Linked DNA regions of Rattus norvegicus: region 1 is linked to region 2. Evidence: chromatin contacts called from public Hi-C data. All regions are on one chromosome and are shown on one strand. The core of a region is the stretch at or near the end of the contact, and the rest is flanking DNA. Distances in the headings are between cores, read along the strand shown. Region 1 holds the start of Ndufaf6 (NADH:ubiquinone oxidoreductase complex assembly factor 6). Region 2 overlaps LOC120102827 (a long non-coding RNA gene).

What was found. A called contact is a pair of places that touch in the nucleus more often than the background predicts.
Region 1: a contact with region 2 is called in a Hi-C map of kidney, with 3 times the contacts expected there. The contact joins the promoter of Ndufaf6 here to the enhancer-like site in region 2. A contact is called at or near these places in 10 of 12 Hi-C or Micro-C datasets (the A7r5 cell line, Schwann cells, frontal cortex and 6 more).

What each region holds. Positions count from the first base shown.
Region 1 is chr5:28,967,973-28,970,672 of GRCr8, reverse strand. Ndufaf6 (NADH:ubiquinone oxidoreductase complex assembly factor 6) reads left to right here and starts at 1,443. Exons shown (of 9, transcript NM_001276441.1): 1 at 1,443-1,650. The coding sequence starts at 1,454.
Region 2 is chr5:28,819,885-28,822,584 of GRCr8, reverse strand. All of the region lies in intron 2 of LOC120102827 (a long non-coding RNA gene), which reads left to right. LOC120102826 (a long non-coding RNA gene) reads left to right here. Exons shown (of 2, transcript XR_005504635.2): 1 at 1-2,518. Among named protein-coding and RNA genes, the nearest start is that of Cfap418, 27 kb to the right of the region's middle. Within about 2 kb of position 1,369, at least 11 of the 93 cell types and tissues checked have an H3K27ac peak or open chromatin away from gene starts, as enhancers often do. A contact at or near this core is called in kidney and liver, where this site is marked.

The sequences.
Region 1 (2,700 bases), core at 194-2,693, 150 kb before region 2:
CCTCCTTGGAGCTGGAGTGACAGGTGGTTGTGAACCATGTGATGTGGATGCTGGGAGCTGACCTAGCTAGGGTCCTCTAAAAAAGTGACAAGTGCTCTTTTTTCGTTTTTTAAATTGAAAATGGTTTTTCATACAATATATTCTGGTCCTGGTTTTCTCTCCCCTACTTCCTTGGAGATCATCCTCACTTCCCCACTCAACTAAGTCTACATCCTCTCTTTCTCTCCCTCATTAGAGTACAAACAATTGTTCTTAACAACTGAGCCATCTCTCCCGGTATCCTTTGAATTCTTTATCTTTTTGCTCCTAACTCTCAAATGCTGGTATTATATGTGCGTGCCACTATACCTAGAATATTCAATTAATAATAGTTGGTAAGAACATATCATTTGCAGTATAGTATAATTTTTATTGTATTTTAAACTATTGTATTTAAATATTTAAATTAGCACATATTAATTATATATAATAACGGCTTTCATTATGGCATGTACATTATGTATTTCAACATGTTTGCCTCCTGTTGCCTTCTTTTGTCTCCTGCTCTTCTGAGCTTCCATTTTGTCTTCTGAGCTCCTTCACCCCATCCTGTATTTACTCCTTGACCCATCTCTCCAGCCTTATACTGGAATTCTAAATTCTCCACTGGCAAAAGGCTTTGGCTCGATTCCTAGCGGAGAGGCTACTTTTCTTTCTCAGGTTCACAACTTTATCTTTTGTCTTGTTTCAAACTCACTGTGTAGTGTAGGCTGGCTTTGAACACTCGACACTTCTTGTCACAGCCTGCTTAGGGCTGGTGTTACACAAGTAACAAAACAAATGAGTCTGCCCTCTTGGGCTTTTAGAGCGTGGTGAGAGACAACCAATGGCAAATGATAATACTGTTACCAATTACTTTTTTAAAAAGAAAAGACAAAAGGAAAGAAAGTAAATTCTGCCCCCTCCCCCCTTTTCCCTCCCTCTCTATCCATTATCAAGTGGTTGATAATGGAGGCATAACCTGTTGCATCTCGCAAGCATCTTTGTTTTTCTCTTGGAGGTAGAGTGGCTAGTCAGTTGCACTCATTGAGGTCCACGCTGGGAGGTCTCTGGGAATGTGTGTGGGTGAATAGTGGGCATTCAGGTACAGCATGCTTCCTGCGGTGCAGTTACAAGCTAAGAGTCAACAGCGCCCTTGTAGAGGACCAAAGGAAGACGGGGGTCTCTGGGTGGCGGGATGTAACGTCAGTCGCTTCTTCTTTGAAAAGGAGGCACCCATCCCTTTTGGCGTTCCGGAGTCCAGTGAGGGCAGACGCTGGAGAGGACAGCCAAATCACCAGTGTGCGGGACCACAGCGACATCTGGCTCCGGTCTGAGTGGCGTCCTTCCTCTGCTGAGTTGCTGAGCTCTGCCGGGGGCGTGGCCGCTTGCCGGGGGCGTGGCCTCAGGGTCGGAGGGCACGTAAGAAGGTGTCATGGCGACCTCCATGCTGGGATCAGTCCCCGGTCCAAGGCCGTTCGGTTTGGCTGGTCTGTTCCGTCGCCGACCGCCTCGGGATCCGTGGGAACGTGTGCGGCGCCTGCCGAGGCTCTCGGCAGTCCGGCGCAGCGTGGCTGCAGCCAGCGGGCCGGGCATCCCGGATTCCCACCTCTATTGCCTGGAGCTGCTGAGGTGAGCGGCCGCGCCCGGGGGACTTTCCATCCCCGAGAGCCCAGAGCCCGTGGAACGAGGAGTGCTGAACCTGGAGCCTGGGGCTGCCTCCTCGCGGCCCGGCCCTGCGTTCTGCTGGGCCCCGTGCTGGTGCTTGGAGGAGGCCGCACGTGGCCATGAAATCCTGGCAGGATTTCTTCTTCAACTCAACACATCACTCTGCCTGAAGCCCAATTTTAAGGGACCCTTTGCATGGATAGCACTTTTTATTCGTGGACAGCTAGTGACTTTAACACCGTTAACTGACTTTGGGCTCTGTATGCTGTACTATATAAAGTGACTCACGGGGGCTGCGGATTTTTAGGTCGGTTGGTAAGGTGCTTGCCTAGCGTGCTTTGGATAAACACATCTCTCAGAACTTGGCACGCTCGCCTTTGACTCATCCTGTTAGGAGGTACGGGCTGGAGGCTCAAGTTTGACTACAAAGCAACCTCAAAGCTAAAAATTTGTTTACAAAAATAAAGTCCAAATCAACTTATTTAACGCTCCTTAAAAGTTGTAATTCCCGTAAGGGATTTTTAAGAAAGAGCATTTAGTTCTTTTTTTTTTTTTTTTTGGAGCTGGGGACCGAACCCAGGGCCTTGCGCAAGAAAGAGCATTTAGGAGCTGGAGAGATGGGTTAACGGTTAAGAGCGCAGGCCTCAGGGGAGGGGGAGGGGTTAGGGGGGATGTGGGCCCGGAAACCGGGAAAGGGAATAACACTCGAAATGTAAATAAGAAATACTCAAGTTAAAAATAATAATAATAATAATAATAATAATAATAATAATAATAATAATAATAATAATAAAGAAAAGAGCGCAGGCCGCTCTAGAGGACCCAGGTTTGATTCCTAGCACCCACAGGAGATCTAATGCTCTCTTCTGGCCTTCTTGGGCACTAGATAGGCACATGGTGCATAGGCATATGTGTAGGCAAAACACTCATACACATACAAACAAATACAATTTTTAAAATGAAGTTTAATAGTTTTAAGGAAATTTTCCTGAGATTTATAAGAACAGCCTCGTA
Region 2 (2,700 bases), core at 120-2,619:
GATTATCTAGAGGGATCTGTTTTGGGTAAGGAAGGTCACAAGCAAAAGGGAATGGAATTAGGCAGGCCTAAGAGAAGGGATAGCAGTAAAGACACTCTGGTCCTGACTGGCCTTCATTTCCAAGACTGTTTATCTTACAGCATCATATATCAACTGTGTCTAGAAGTGTGCCCCGGTAGCCTTCTGAACCTGTGCATGCCTCGATAAAATGGAGAGGCTGGAATAATAGCCTGGGCTAGTGTGACTTCCAGGTCCGGTGTTCTTTCCAGGTACTAATCTTCTCTCCACGGTTCCTCTGTGAAGTTCCAGCCCCATTCAGAAAAGTCGTGAAATGTCACCAGCCATCTAGTAAGTACCTTGGGACGCGTGGAGTGGAAGCACCAAGAGCTGGAGTCAAAGCATCTCTCAAGGGCATTCACGGTTCCTCCCTGAATCTAGACATCTATGGAGAAAGCAGTGAGCTAGCCTGGTGTAGCCTCCCCTCCCCTCACACAGTGCCTTCCTCTTGGCACTTTCTCATGGGCTGGAGGCTCTGACAGGTCTGAGAACCTGGACTGCAGACTGTCTGGGGAGAGACTGCTGGCCTTCACCTTAGAGATTCTCACTGTGAAGGGGGGGACCCCCTCTGAGGAGCACAGTTGTTAGTCACAGGGCGGCAGATTGAGATTAGCCATGTGTAGAGATGCAGGTGTGGGGTGGTTTTGGGGCAGGCGGCTGTTCTGTGGGGCTGGAGGGTGCTTTTGGGATCCTGGGTCCAGGATCTTGTCAGGGTTTAGAAAGCAAGGGCCTTGACTTTAGGGTTTGATGCCATGGCAACTGGCTGGAAGCACAGGTACTGAAAGGGACTTAGCTCCTGGCCTCCAGCCCTCCTGTAGGGCAAGAGCAGGAGAAAGAGGCCTTTCAATCCCTCAAGACCTCTACCCAGTGTTTGTGCTTATTTCTGTGAAATCCAGGATAGACACCAGGTGAGCCGTACTTGTCATTTGGGGCAGTAATTTCTGCTTTTCTTTGCATTGCATTCTCAGGCACAAAAATGTGAGAGCATCAGATGATAAGTTATGGTTTTCTGCAGTAATTATAAAACCTTAAAAACAAAACCACACCGCCGCACCCTTGGAATGCGTGTGCTGAACACTCACGTCCAAAGGTCACGAAGACAAGGTTTCCTGGCCTCAGAGGCCCGTCAGCACAACTCTGCCAGGGCCAGCATCTCAGTCTCCATTCACTTCTTGTAATTGAGGAGTTACCTTAATGTTCCCTCTAGGTCTCCCTAGAGTCCCTGAAGTGCTGCAGGGAGCAGATTGGTCAGGTAACTTGTCCCATTTTTTTTCCATGGCGGCTACAGGGACATCTGGGCAGAAAGCATCATCAAAGTCCTTCACAAGGCTTGGGAGAAGGTGATGCTTATTCTTTGTAAACAGTGTGGATTAGAATAGGACATTTCGCCCAGAGGAAAAATAACAGCCCCTTGTAAGAGCAGCAGGTGGGATCTGATGGGAAACAACAACCAAAACAAAAACAAAAACAAAATGGGCGTTTTAGAACTGTAAGCACTTTCCCCAAGAGAGCAAAGCCTGAGGAAGATGTGGTCCTTGGTGCAGGTCTGCCCCCTACAGGCCAGATTCTCAATTCACTGGTTAAGTCTGCAGGGCTCGGAACCATAGGTTCCTGCCCCTGATGGCGCCCCGTGGCTGCTCTTTTTCACTGTGACACGTTGTCCCCAGGTAAAGTCCCTCCAGGGCCTCCCTCTTTTGACCGCTCCCTCATCTAGGAACATAACCTGGTGACTCAGCCGCACGCCCGCTGTGTAAGAATAATTTTAGACTATGAAAGAGGAAGTTTTAAGAGACATGCTTTCCTTTTCCTGTCTGGGAGTAGTGTGTATTTCTAGCTCCCACTTTCACATGTAGCAAGGCAGTTTCCATTCTGGCCCCATTAGAGTCAGAGATGATCTGTCCAGATTTGACCTCCTAGGTTTAACACAGTGCGATGCTTCAAGTCTGCCTGCGGATTCTAATGTCTGGTTATGACGGAGTCAAAGACACCGGACCTAAAAGACCAGTTATGATCCATCTTTTGGAAATGACCTGTGCTACTCAGCCCTGCCCGTCTGATCACTAGTGCCCCGGGGCTCTCTTGCTGCACACCTGGTACAGAATGATAAGCATTTAAACACGTTCATTTGTGCTTTAAGTGCTCCCTTCAAATGGGCCATGTTGGGCCTCCTGCTATCAGATGACGCTTGGTGGGCCCAAAATCTTGGTGTGGTGGTTTGAATATGCTTGGCCCGGGGAGTGGCACTATTAGGAGGCGTGGCTTTCTTGGAGTAGGTGTGGCCTTGCTAGAGGAAGTGCATCACTGTAGGGGTGGACAATGAGACCCTCCTCCTAACTGGGAGTGAGTTTTCTCCCAGTGGCCTTCAGATGAAGATGTAGAACTCTCAGCTCCTCCTGCACCTTGACTACCTGGATGCTGCCATGTTCCCTGCTTCATGATAATGGACTGAACTTCTAAACCTGTAAGTCAGCCTGGTTAGATGTCATGAGAGATGCCTTGGTCATGGTGTCTGTTCACAGCAGTAAAACTGTAAAAAACAAAGGTTCTCTTGATAAAAGTAGCAGGATGTCATCTTAAATGTGTGCATTTTTACACTGATCAGAAAGCAAACATGGTGTGCTGGGTAGCCTTATGTCGGCTTGA